Regions from separate parts of the Mus musculus genome. Here region 1 is linked to region 2. A link is a contact called in public Hi-C data. All regions are on one chromosome and are shown on one strand. The core of a region is the stretch at or near the end of the contact, and the rest is flanking DNA. Distances in the headings are between cores, read along the strand shown. Region 1 holds the start of Ehbp1 (EH domain binding protein 1). Region 2 overlaps Ehbp1 (EH domain binding protein 1).

Region 1 (6,648 bases), core at 348-2,847, 40 kb after region 2:
AAAGTTATTCTAACACCAATGATAAATGACCATAAGACCAAAACTACTATACTTAGGTGTGTTCTCAGTTGTAGTCCTCTGAGACGATCTGAAATGGAGTGATTAAAATCCACAGAGACAGTACCAGCAACAACAGTGCACACACAGTACTTGTTAGAGTATCTGCACCGTCCACAGCTTCTACACACTTGTGTACCACTGCAAGGTAAACTGGCTACCAAAAGACCCACAGTCCAAGCTACAGGATGGTTAGGCAACAAGACATTAATCTACCCCTAAGCACGTCTTACCATTTCTTTGTACATTCAACCATCAGCTCCTGGTAGGAGGCCACAAACTGGAACTTGGATGCATGTTTTCCCACACGCTGCAGTCGCTTCCAAACTGAAGCCATGGTGATAGGCCAAGAGACTGGAACAGTTCTGGATTAGCAACACAGCAGCTTTGATAAAGCACACGAGCCTTGCATGTATGTCAGTACTTTCAACAAAAACTAGAACTTGAAATGATGCTTGGCGTCCATAAGTCTTCTCCCTGTCTCACAGGGTAAATCCTATCTTAGATCAATGGCCCAGTCAAGAACAGCTGATGTACAGGACAGGATGACTGAGAGGAGGTTCCCTCATGGAGACATCATCATTCCACTTCAGGGACTATATGACGTGGGTTCTGGAGAACTGAAAAGCAAAACACAGACAGAAAGAGAAAGAATATGAGGACAGACGCATGAGAAGTGTTAGATAAGACCGAAACAACCTCTGCTATCTGCGTGGTTTTCAAACAATGAAACAAAACCCCGGCCTCAAAAGCCAGTAACATCAAGGATGGAAGATACTAAGGAAGAAATGACAAATCACACCGAAGACAGGCGGCAATACACCAGGTTGTCAGAACCAACAATTGAGAGATGCCAGTCGGGCCCTGCCTTCCCTACCTAGCATAGCAGAAGGAAGAACAGGGCGGGAAAGTCAGGATGCTGTTTGATATATCTACCACCAGTTAGGAGTTATTTTTTAAATAAACTTTATTTTTCAGCTGATAATGAATAGCCTCGAGCTACTGAATATGTACTTAGCACAACCAGGGTGCAGGGAGAAATGCTGGTTCTGTAGGAGAGGGAAATGGATGGAGAACTAGCAGTGGAGGGAAATCTCACGGCAGAGAGAGGGCAAGGTCCCAGCTCCAGGCCACTTTGCTTCCCCTTCACCTTGGCTGCCAGGAGGAGGGGAATGGAAACTCCTGCCTGGGCTTGAAGCGATGACCAGCCAGGCCAATGGACAGTGCGAGGTGCGGTGCCTCCCTCCCCCATCAGGGGCAGCCGGCCTGAGCCTCGCCTCCTCACGCACCGAGTGCAGACCCCTGTCTCTCCGCAGAGACAGGCGTTGCCAGCTGCGGTCCCTGTCACCCAAGCCTTGCTGTTAGACCCCAGCCTCGGTCCCCGAACCCCGGCCCCTCCGCTCGTCCACTCCAAGCCCTCCTCACACCTCTAATCCCGCTGTCCCCTCCTTAGAGCCGCTCCTCGGTCGCCGCCGCCTCAGAAGCAGCTACCGCCACCGAGTCCTCCATCCCTGCTGGAGCCGCGTGGAACAGCGAAGCCCGGCGCGGTGCTCGTTTGCGGGAGCCGGGGTCTGCAGCTTCCCGGGCGGACGACGCCCGCCCCCTCCCGGAGCAGCGCCCCCTCCCCGGCAGAGCGCCCAGCGACCGTCCCCCTCCGGCCCGCCCGCCCGAGCGAGCCCTGCCAGAGCCGCGGTTCAGCGCCCAGATCCCCCTCCCCCGCCTCCCTCGGCCGCCACCACCATCATTACCTCCCCCGCCGCACCTCTCACACTAACCCTACCCACGGCGGCTCAACCTCCGTCCGCCTCGCCGCCATTGGCCGAGTCTGCGGGAGCCCCGCCTCCTCGGCGGGCGGGCCTTAGGACGAGCGAGGCACTCCATTGGTAGATCTTCATGCCGGTCATAGGGGATCCACCCCCCCAGTTTTTTTTTTTCCCTTAGGTGGAACCCGCCCGGTCTACCCTCTTCTTCTTTAAAAAAAAAAAAGTGTAAATCACGAAGGACGATCCCGCCCATTCCCTGGAATGGTTGAGGGCAGCGGGAGGCGGGAGGACTAAGAATGTTTATAGTGAACTGGAAAGCCATTGCAGAAGGTGGCTGTCCGTCAAAGGCGCCGTGGCTGCTGGGCAGGGTTTCTGGCTCCTGGTGTATGAACTGAGCAGAGTCTGATTCCAGCGGCTGCCAGAGACACTGAGGTGCTGTGGTTTCTCTCCTATTCTCTCCCATCCCCACCCACGAACTGGCTGCTCCTCTCCTGCGCCACTAGCAGCCAGCGGTTTTGCACACACAGCCTTTATTTCACTCAGTTCTTTCCGAGTTTTTCCCTGACCTTGCCAGGAGCCTGCCCCAGGTTCAAGGAGGGCTAAACTGGACATAAATGTTTACAGTACAGTCTCTTCTTGTCCTCATTCTCAGCATTTCTTTGAATCTTGCATTCTCGTGTTCCTTTGCGGTCTCATTATCCTCTGGTATGAGCTGTGGGTGGATTAGGGAGTGGTTGACTATGTGGAAAGGGTGGTTAAAGGCAAGGGAGAGGACGAAATAACTTAATAGTTTGAGAGCAATGTTGTTTACGTCTATTAAGAGGCAGCTGACATGGCCTGAAACTGTATTTCCAGAGGTTAGCATGGTTTTCCTGCTTCAACATCCAGGTTACTGAGATCGCTGAGATGTTAGGTGTACACCCTTGACATCACAAGTATATAGCACAAGATCCCTTTTGAGGCTGTGAAAGCTATAGACTTCTCAAGGGGCAGAAAATATCCATCCTATCCAAAAAACAAAAATTTGCTTTCAGCCTTAGATGTTTCACAGACATCTAAGGTGTAGAGAAAGAATGAAGAATAAAATTACAACTTTTCGGGACTAAACAGTAAAGTCAAATTAAGGAAGCTAGGGATGTACCTAAGAAAGGGGGTATGAGAGAAAGGGGGAGTCAGAAGAGGGCAGGGAAAGGAAGGGGAAGGGGAGAGAGGGGAGCCGAGAGTCAAAAAAGCAAAACTCAGCAATTCCTCCACAAGGAATGAGCAAAGAGTTTGGAAAGAAGATGGAAGCAAGCATGAAAAAGGCAAAATGCAAATTGTTTTCGGACTAATTCCTAATCTTATTAAAGTTGGAGGCAAATTTGTTAAACTGACTTTAAAGTTGTTGGTGTTCTGGGGAGGATTCTTTGTAGGAGGGGAAGGAGGAGGGTGTGAGATCAGCGTATAGGAAGCAAGAATCAGATGGAATACACCCAGGAGAGTCAGAAAGACAGTCTTGAACCCAGTATTAAATCCCATTTTCACTTTCAGGAAAAGAAAGTGATTTAATAATGCTATATTCAAAAGTACATTTTATAGGAAATGGCATAGATAGCACTTGTTTTGCTATAGTCTTAATTCTAGAATGTAAGACAACCAAAATAATGTATTTTTATTTTATATACACTATATAAAGTGAGTATGAGTGTGATTTCTCAGATGTCATTATGCCATTGTGACCTCAGTAATACATTCTGCTTTGTTAATAGGTACTGTGTGTATAAACCTTTTCAATGGATAATTTATAGAAGTGGTCATAAACTATCTTCGTCTAAATTTAAAAACTCACCTGATAATCAGGTGGCTTCTACTCTACTTACTATTATCATAAGCTCTCAAATGTTCTAATATGGTCACTTTGGTTTCCCTTGCTTAAAGAGGGTACTTTATTGTATAGAAACTATCTAAAGATCAATGGAAATGAAAGGGAAGTGAGAGGGAGGGAGAGAGGGAGGGAGAAGAGAGGGAGGAAGGGAAACTAAATCTATAAGACTCCTCCCTCAAGTTGTAGAAAATAAGAGTCCAGTAGCCTTTGTTTTGTGTTGTTGTTGTTGATTTTGAGACAGGGTCTTTCTATGTAGCCCAGCTGTCCTGGAACTCTATGTAGACTGGGGTGGCCTCTAATTTACAAAGATCTGGCTGCCTGTTTCCTGAGTGCTGGGAATAGAGGCATGTGCCCCTATACCCAGTCTAATATTTTTTCTTGACTGTTATCTCACTTTTCTTTCTAGCTACCAAGGTAGCTATGGAAAGAGTTAAATTGTCCACAGAACAAGGGAAGACATTAACTGTAGACCTTGACATTGTTCTGCTGCTGAGCTCAAGTGCATGGGCTGGCTGCTAAGAGCTGCACAGAGCAGCAGCTTCTCTCCACAATACTTTTAAAAATAACCTGTCTAGCAACTAAATTGATTGGGGAACTTTAAATATAGACTATTCTGAAATTGTTTGGTCTGCTTAGCCTATAATTAAATACCAACTAAATGTTGACCATATTAAATGCTATTAATAGTACATTAAAATAAGTTTCTAGTCTCAAAGAATTTTCAGAAACAGATCTTAAGTGTGCATGCAAGAGAAATTACTATAACCTTTCTGAGATCGAATTTCCTAGTCTGTAAAACCAGGAAACATACCCAGCTTTCTGAGATGTAGAGAGGACAGACAATACGACCATGAAGTGTCCATCATACAGTAAGCAGACAAGTGATAGTAGTATATGTTATGTTTAGCAGCAAACTTAAACAAGAAAAAAGCAAAACGTTTTCAAGAATACCTGAGCAAACAACTACTTGGCATGACACGTCTCTACCTGAAGGGCTGGCAGACAGTCTGCTTGCCATCATTAGAGCTAAGGGCTCCCAGACAGTCCGCTTGCTCACCATCATTCCTCTAGCAGTAACACAAATGCATACCAAAAATTTGGGTGGATTTGAGACTTTATGATAATTACTTAGTATCTACTTGCCTTCAATCTTCATGGCCACCCTGCATGCCACATTAACTGGAATCATCTGACAAGCTACAAGTTACTTTTTCCTGAAGCTTTGTGTGCATCCTGCTGACGCTTCCTCCTTGCAGGATTCCTGCCATGTTTCTGCTTTCCCTATTCTAGTCCACTGTTAATACATGACTTGACTTAGTATCAAGTCTGTCCCAGGCTTAATTTACATATAATAGACCTTTGGTTTCTGGTTGCAAAATTTCAGTTTTACTGAACAGAAGAGTCTATACTTTCTTAAAAATTAAATTTTGCCTATAAGTATATCAAGCATAAAATATAATAGGTGGGAAATACCATACACAAATCTTATACCTTCTTTGATATATAAATTTAGAAAAGGACACAAATTATTTCCACATCAGAAAAGCCCAAAATAAAGTTTACAGTTAGGATATGCAGCTAAAGGCTTGCATTATTGTTAACTTTCCTGGTAACAAAATTCTTTGGGTTTTATTATTTTCACAGTAGAAATTGTCAGCAGTATTAGTGCAGGATTTAACTACTGCTGGAATTTGTGCCTAAGAACAAATTTTACTCCAGATAACAACACTGCAGGTGTTTGCACTTTTGCCAGTTACCATAGCAGTTATGCTGTACACAAAAATATTACTGCAGTTTATAACTCATAATGGAATTGTTGTAAAGCCATAACAAGCAAAAAAAAAAAAAAAACCACATAATCCCAACTAGCCTGAAACAATTTTTATAACCTAAAAAACCCACCATGGCAAACTCTAATGCTATTGAAATTTTAACCAACGGTTTTTACAGTTTTTCTAAATACTTCTTTTTACCCTGTGGCATTCTTAAATATCTCACCACAAGCTGATCTTTCCATTACATCTCCACTTCACTTAAGCTGGCCTTTGCTCGTTGTTTCAGGGAAGAAATAGAATAGAATGTAGACAAATGGAATCCTCAGCCCCTTGGTGTCCTGAAAGCTTAGCCTTTGGAGAATAAGGAATAGAATCTAGGTAGAGATTTGCATTGCTCCACACAATAGTCTCTAGTCACAAGTGACCAGAACACAATGTAACTGGTCCAGATTGATATGTGTTGTAAGTATAAAATATGTAGTGTTCTCAAAGAGTCACTGTGTATAAGAGAACATAATATATACTTATTAACTATTTTACATTGACTACACACTGTCATTATCACAGTTTTAATATACTGAGTTAAACTTTACAAGTAATTTCTCTGTTTCTTTACCTTTTTATTCTGGCTGCTAGTTGTTTTGTTTCTGTTTTGTGCAAACCTCTTAGAGAAGAAAGGACCAGGCCAACCTGAACCATGCATCTAGATCAACCTACCAGAACTTAGAACTGACACAGTCCAATCAAACTTTAGTGTTACACAAAATATTCTATACCCACCTAACCAGTAGATATCCATAAGCTACTTGAAACTATCTGGACACTTAACACCTGGTTAATATAACTGAATAGCTTGAGTTTTACTATTAATTCATTGTAATTACAACAAATACAAATAATTGTAACTGGCTGGTGACTACCACAGTGGACAGTGCAGAGAAGCATTGAGGCTCTGGAAGGTTCTACACAATTCCCAATTATCTAAAAAGGTGCCAAAGTGTTAGAACCACACAAGGAGCCCTGCTGATAACCCCAGACTCAGGGGCAGTCAGAGGTTAGATGCTTTTGAAATCTGATCTAAAATCTTGAGAGGAGTAAATGAAAAGCCAGAATGAGGTGTTTCATCTGGCCTGTCCCAGATGCCATGTGAGCCCTCTCTTCAGATGCAGTCTCTGCCATACTGACAGCA
Region 2 (6,421 bases), core at 2,249-4,748:
TTACTCATCTCTGTATACAGTTTTTCTTTCTTACTTACTTCTGCCTGGATTCCCCCCCCCCCCTCAGTGCTGGACTCTAACTTGGAATCTTTTGGTACCTTTCAAAGGCAAGCCTGGGGAAAAAGTCCTACTTAATTTAGGACAGTGTGATGGTAGTATTGAACGTGAACTTGATACAACTTGGATCACCTGGGACTCGTCTCAAGGACTTATGCAGCTGAGGTTTCCCTGAGAGCATGTCTGTGGAGGATTTGACCCTGTGGGCAGCACGCTCCCTAAGCATGGCCCTGAATTGTGTAACAGTGAAGAATGCTTAGAAAGCAGCTAGCAAGCAAGTAGGCAGAGTGCATTCATTCATTTCTCTCTGTTCTCAACTCTGGGTTTGATGTGGCGAGCCGCATGCACTTCTGCCTGGATCACCCCCCCCCCCTCAGTGCTGGACTCTAACTTGGAACTATAAACTAAAACCTTTCAGAATATTTTATGACAGTAACAGAAATGAAATTTGAACAAATACTATAACTCGACAAAATGCACTGATTTTTTTCTAATTGTTTCAAGTCATGCTCACCTAAAAGACTGGTACTTATTCTACAGAATTAAAATGTTTCACTGAGGGGGTAGGGAGATAGGTAACATGCATGCCATGCAAGAGTGTAGACCTGAGAATTCAGCAAGCCAGCACCTAGGTAAATGCCCAAAGGATGTGGCACCTGCCTGGAATCTAGGAACTTGGGAAGAGAACCCTGGAGCAGGCCTAGACTAACTCAATCAGCAAGAGATCCTACCTCAATAAACAAAATGAAGTATAATCCTGGAAAATGTCCTATGTGACCTCAGGCCTCCACATGCATTGTGAACACATTCACTGTGCAGAACAATTGCTCACAGGTATTTTAAATCAAACATATACAAACATTCAGAGCAAAAAGGTTCACTAAAAGTTCCATATTATACTCCATTAAACTGGTATTTTACAAATTTTAGAAGTGCATATACCCATATGTTTAATATGCCATCTATTAAACAATTTTACTGTTGCTAACACAACCTCCATTTAAGTAAACTCTCCACAGGCAGGTTGTGAGGGCACACATCTGAAAGGCTCAGTCACCACACAAAGCTATGGGAGGTGATAGGAACAGCAAAAATCTGGTAAGGATTTTAAAGCTCTGGTTTCTTTGGGATTCTTAAACCTCTCTGTGAACTTCAATTTCTAGTTAGAAAACAGGAATTTAGACAAGTAAAAATTAATATGCCATATTTTTTCTGTTTTATCACAACTGCCCAGCTGCAACTATCATATATACTGAAAAGTTATTTATGTCTATATATTTACAAATCAATTATAGCTTGACAAAGTCTGTGTTATAACTGTCATTACTCGAGAAAGTAGGAAAGCGTAGTATTGTGTTAATTGCCCATACTAATTATTTTAACCAAATGAATCTGCAATGAGCTCTCTAAATAGTTAGCTATAAAATATGCATGTACCAACAGAAAATGAGCAATTAACTGGGAATTAAGCTTTAAATTAAAAAGGCAAATGTGCCTTATTATGTACTACCTAATTTAACAGTCAGTATAATGACTTATCTGAGTGTCAGTTTTAAATTTCCTTATTTAGCTATTATACATAATTTATAAAACATTTCCATAAATGTACACTCTATCTATACACACACACACATATATATGCTGTTATAAGCTTAACATATCAGTTCTCATAAACTGTTATCCACCTCCAATGTTCCAAGAAAAAAAAAACATAAATTCTAAAGTACAGTAACCTCTGAGGGTCAGGATTCCAGGATTGTCCTTGTACACAAAACCCACAGATGCTTAAGATTTGTATAAATGGTGTACTGTTTCTATATGACCTGTGCACTTGTTCCCCTGCATTTTAAATCATCTCTAGACATTTAAAATACCCACATACTATAACATGGGGGCTGTGTAAGTACTTCTTATTCTACTATACTGTTTAGGGAATAATGAGGAAAGTTTTAGATATGTTCAAGACTGGTGCTTTTTTTTTTTTCCTTTTTTTTTTTTTTCCTTTGAGACAGGTTTCACAAAGACCAGACTGGGTAACTCCTAAATACAGAGAGCTGACTGTATAAAGGAAGATCTCAAAGAACATTAAAACTAAGAAATAAATAGAATAAAAAGTAATTTCTTCTAGAATACACTACCTTCTAAGAAAATTAATCTGTAGCCTCAAGTTTATATTTTATTACCTAGACTCAAACAGGATCTGGTACCATATAAGAAAGAATCTTTCATAAAAATTCTTTCAATTGTCATATGCCATTAAATAAACAAAGTTTATTTACTATCAAAGATGAGTATATTCTGAAGTGACCTACAACCTAAAGTATTTTATTATATTTATTGTATTCCATAACTCTTATAGAATAATTGCTAGCTAAGTGTCAAATGAAATAAAGTGCTTACAGTGTCCACTCTAAAGACTACTGATATAGTCACATCCCTCTATTACACTTAAAGGACAACTTTATTCTGGCCAACTCCACAAAAGCTGTAGATGCAATGAGAAGTACTGTGTCCATTCTTAGAACTCCTCCTCACATGTGAATAAGACAGTATTCACATTATAATGCCCCCAAACTACAGATATGTGTCTTGAAAAAATACTGTTCATGATGTGAATCAGCTTCAATTCCTATATTGCTGGCCCCTATATTGCTGGCAGGGGTGTTTGGCAATTTCTGGTATGTGTGCATGTATATGTATGTGTGTTGAGTGTGCACACATACTCTAGTGGGTGTGTTGGGAAACAATACTATGCAAAGTTGTATGGGCATACATGTAAGGAGGCTAAAGGCTGCGGCCAGGTATCTTCCCTATCACTCTCTACCTACTTAAACAAGGATTCTAGCAGTTAACACTGACAGAAGTAAAAAAAAAAAAAAAAAAAAAAAAAGACTATATACTCAGGGGACTGAGTAATTAACTAACTTGTAGTATATTCACAGAATGGAATACTATTCAGCAATAAAGCAATAAACTACAAATGAAAACAAAGCATGAACACATTGCAAAAACATGATGCTAGGCAAAGAAGACCACACATAAAACAGTTTTACTATGTAAAATTATATAGAACACTATTATACAAATATACAGTGCTATACAAATATACTACTGTAATATTTTTGCATGAAATTCAAAAATAGGTAAATTAGTCTTTATTGACAGAAAAATCAAAATAGTGATGGCCTCTGAGGGCTGGAAATTGCCTGGAAAAGACACAAAAATGTTATGCTGATAGCAATCTATACTTTGACAGGAGTACTATTTATGCAAGTATCAGAATATATACATCATATTTATTATGTATGTAAACTGTGGTGGCTTGAATAAGAATGGCCTATAGGCTTACATATCTGAGTGCTTAGTCACCAGGGAGCAGCTCAGGGTGGGACTGGGAAGCCTGGCCTTGTTGGAAGAAGTGCATCAATGCAGGGCAGGGGTGCTCTGAGGTTTCAAAGGGCCAAGCCCAGCTCAGTGTCTCTCCTCTCTTCCTCCAGCACTATGTCCTTGCCAGCAGGCTCCCAGCCATGATGATAATGGACTAAACTTCTGAAACTACAAGCAAGCCCCAATTTAAATGCTTTCTTTCATAGAGTTGCCATGGTCATGGTGTCTTGAATAACTAAGGTTTGATGAATTTTGCACCCTTAAGTTTTAGCTTAATAAAAATAAAACTGGAGGCCAGATATAATGGCACACACTTGTAATCCCAGCCCTTCGGAGGCACAAAAGGGAAGATCACAAATTCTAAGTCAGCCTAAAATACAAAATGAGCCCTGTCTCAAAAACAAACAAAACCACCTTGAAAGGGTACTTTTAGTAAGTTTTTAAAATTTCAATTATCATCTAACAAACTTTTCTTAATAGCAGTCTATCTATAGGAAAACAAACTAACCTCTAATAAATATGCATACAGCTGTATGCTTACGAAAATAAAATTATCTACAGAACAAGATGTTTAAAATTCTATTCTAGTCTCCATGTATGATACTATCAGTACAAAGAAAAACAAATCAAAATCTTCAAAAAAGTCCACTCCTCCTCCCCTGCAATCCAGCATGAACTCAGAAAGTTGGCCACTCGTTAAGAACACTGAGCTCTTCCTCGACAAATTTTTAAGTGGTGACTGTTCAGAGGAGACTAACCTTGGAAGACTTCCTTCGGCTTCTTCTTGTCCAAACAACCACCAGTTTATCTGGTTGCCTATCAAATTAAAAAACAAAGAAAGAAATTAAGTATAATTCATCTTAAACAAGATTATTAAAGTTTAGTTCTAGTACCTTTAAAGGACAAAAGTGGCCTGGGGTGACTCCACAAGTGAAAAGTTTTCCACACAAGCACAGGAACCCGATCTCCATCCCTAGCACTGAGATTAAAACCTGGATGTGGCAGTGTGTCCTGGAACTCCAGGTAAGGGCAGAGACAGGAGGATTCCAGGAGCTACCAGCCAGCCTAGTCAAAATGATGAGTGCAGGTTCCATGAGAAGCCTGTGTAAAAACTAAGATAAAGACCCCAAAAACTGGCCTCTGCTTCCCACTCGAGCATGCAGGTGAGCGAGCACATGTGCATAAGACCCTCATGTACACCCCTCACGCAGACACACAAAAAAGGACAAAAGTGTTTACTACTTTAGATTCCACAAAGCAGTTAAGCTCCAGTTCTATTCCTAAGTACAGTAGATGCTAAATTCAGATATGATCTCATTGAAGTAACTAGTATTTCCTCTAGAAACTTTTCTTTAAAAGTAATACCAAATCAATTCGAGAGGCTAACCAAATGAAATGCAATAGTTAGCCCATATCTGAGCCCTCCTACAGTGCCTCACTTCTCACACATTATCCCTTTCAACTTCGAGAAAGAAACATTCTACAGGCATCATGGGTGACACAACTTTGCATCTTCTAAACAATGCGTACAGTGGATAGTTCAAATGTTTTCATAACCACCTAATTACCCTCACAAAGCAATTCTGTGCTAAAAAATCTGCACAGTACAAAATACTACCTGTATCTTACAATCTTATTTAAAAAAACAAAAAACCAAAAAACAAAACAACAAAAAACAAAAAACAAAAAAACAAAAAACTGCCAAAGATAAATAACTGAGCAAAACTCTTGACAGAGCCCAGCCTGTAACTGAGACCCTCCGAGACCACAGAACCCTCTTCCTTATTGTCTACTAATGGAAAGTCAAATAAAATAAGACATCTTTAGCTACTTAAACAAGGTTTCCCTTCAAGTTCCTGGAAAACAAGTAGAATATGATTATCAGCTATCTTACTTACAGTTTCATTTTTTTAAAAAACATAGTTAAAAATGCTTCCCACACCAGGCTTGGTGACACAAGCCTACAATGCTAGGTGCTCCCGTGACTGCGATACAGGATCAGAAGATCAACCCAGCCCTGACCAGCGAAACTCCAGCTCAAAAGGAAAAGTGAAAAGAGACTAGAGCATTTGTCTAGCATGTGTGAAGACCTGGTAAATTCTCATTACTAGAAATGAAAATTATGTACTTATGCCTCAAAGCACAAATAAACCTGCAACTACATACATTACAACTAAACTGCAGAGGGGCAGAAATATAGAAAGATCATAGAATAAAGAGAGAAAACAAAGTCACTGACAAACAAGTCATTAAAATGGCAGAAGTAATTAAACGTCTCATTAGCAACAACAATCCCAGAGACAATGAAGTTCAGATCTGCAAGTGCAGGAGGAAGGCAGCTGCTCCCCTAGAGCTTATGCCCAGCCAAACCATCACTGAAGATCCATCTAGGACCAGCAGGAGAGGACAGCTGCTGCCAAGCCTGACTACCTGTGCTCAGTATCCAAACCCACACAGAAATACACACACACACACACACACACACACACGTAATAATGTGTAAATGTTTACACATACACAAAGATAATGTATTTATAATGTAAAGAGGAAAGATCTGAAGAAGCAAAATAAGATAAATGCTAGTGGGTGTTTTTTCTGTAGGACAGAACCTGAACGTAATACACACACACACACGCGCACACACACAAAGGTGAAATGATGAATTGTTTGCATAAAGACTTATTCAAATATATGATGAGTCTGATGGTAGTTCAATTATGAAATGTTCCCAGAGTGAGACACTGGGAACAGTGACCAGGTAATGGGGATGACAATTTCTATCAAAGATCATTAATCTGAGTCCCAGCACCAACAGACAACAATAACCTGACATTGAAAACAAAGCAAAACGCCCTCCTCTCCCTCCACTCTCCCTTCCTCTGTCTCCTGCTGCAAGATATGTGATCCCATTGTGAACCCTGAGATTATGCTATTTAATGAAAAAACCTGTTTTTAGTTGTAGTGTGGCTCAGCCTTA

Evidence for each region. Hi-C and Micro-C count contacts between places; a contact is called where the count stands out from the background.
Region 1: a contact with region 2 is called in a Hi-C map of uterus. The contact joins the promoter of Ehbp1 here to the enhancer-like site in region 2. A contact is called at or near these places in 17 of 484 Hi-C or Micro-C datasets (8-cell embryo, the HL-1 cell line, cerebellum and 9 more), 2 of 115 datasets of contacts at active chromatin or transcription factors (embryonic fibroblasts and embryonic stem cells) and 2 of 9 other capture datasets (adipose tissue and pancreatic islet).

Annotation. Positions count from the first base shown.
Region 1 is chr11:22,285,198-22,291,845 of GRCm38.p6, forward strand. Ehbp1 (EH domain binding protein 1) reads right to left here and starts at 1,598. Exons shown (of 25, transcript NM_153078.4): 1 at 1,485-1,598; 2 at 291-677. The coding sequence starts at 394.
Region 2 is chr11:22,243,768-22,250,188 of GRCm38.p6, forward strand. Ehbp1 (EH domain binding protein 1) reads right to left here. Exons shown (of 25, transcript NM_153078.4): 3 at 4,203-4,260. Among named protein-coding and RNA genes, the nearest start is that of Ehbp1, 40 kb to the right of the region's middle. Within about 2 kb of position 3,499, at least 32 of the 459 cell types and tissues checked have an H3K27ac peak or open chromatin away from gene starts, as enhancers often do. A contact at or near this core is called in the HL-1 cell line, adipose tissue, embryonic fibroblasts and 2 more, where this site is marked.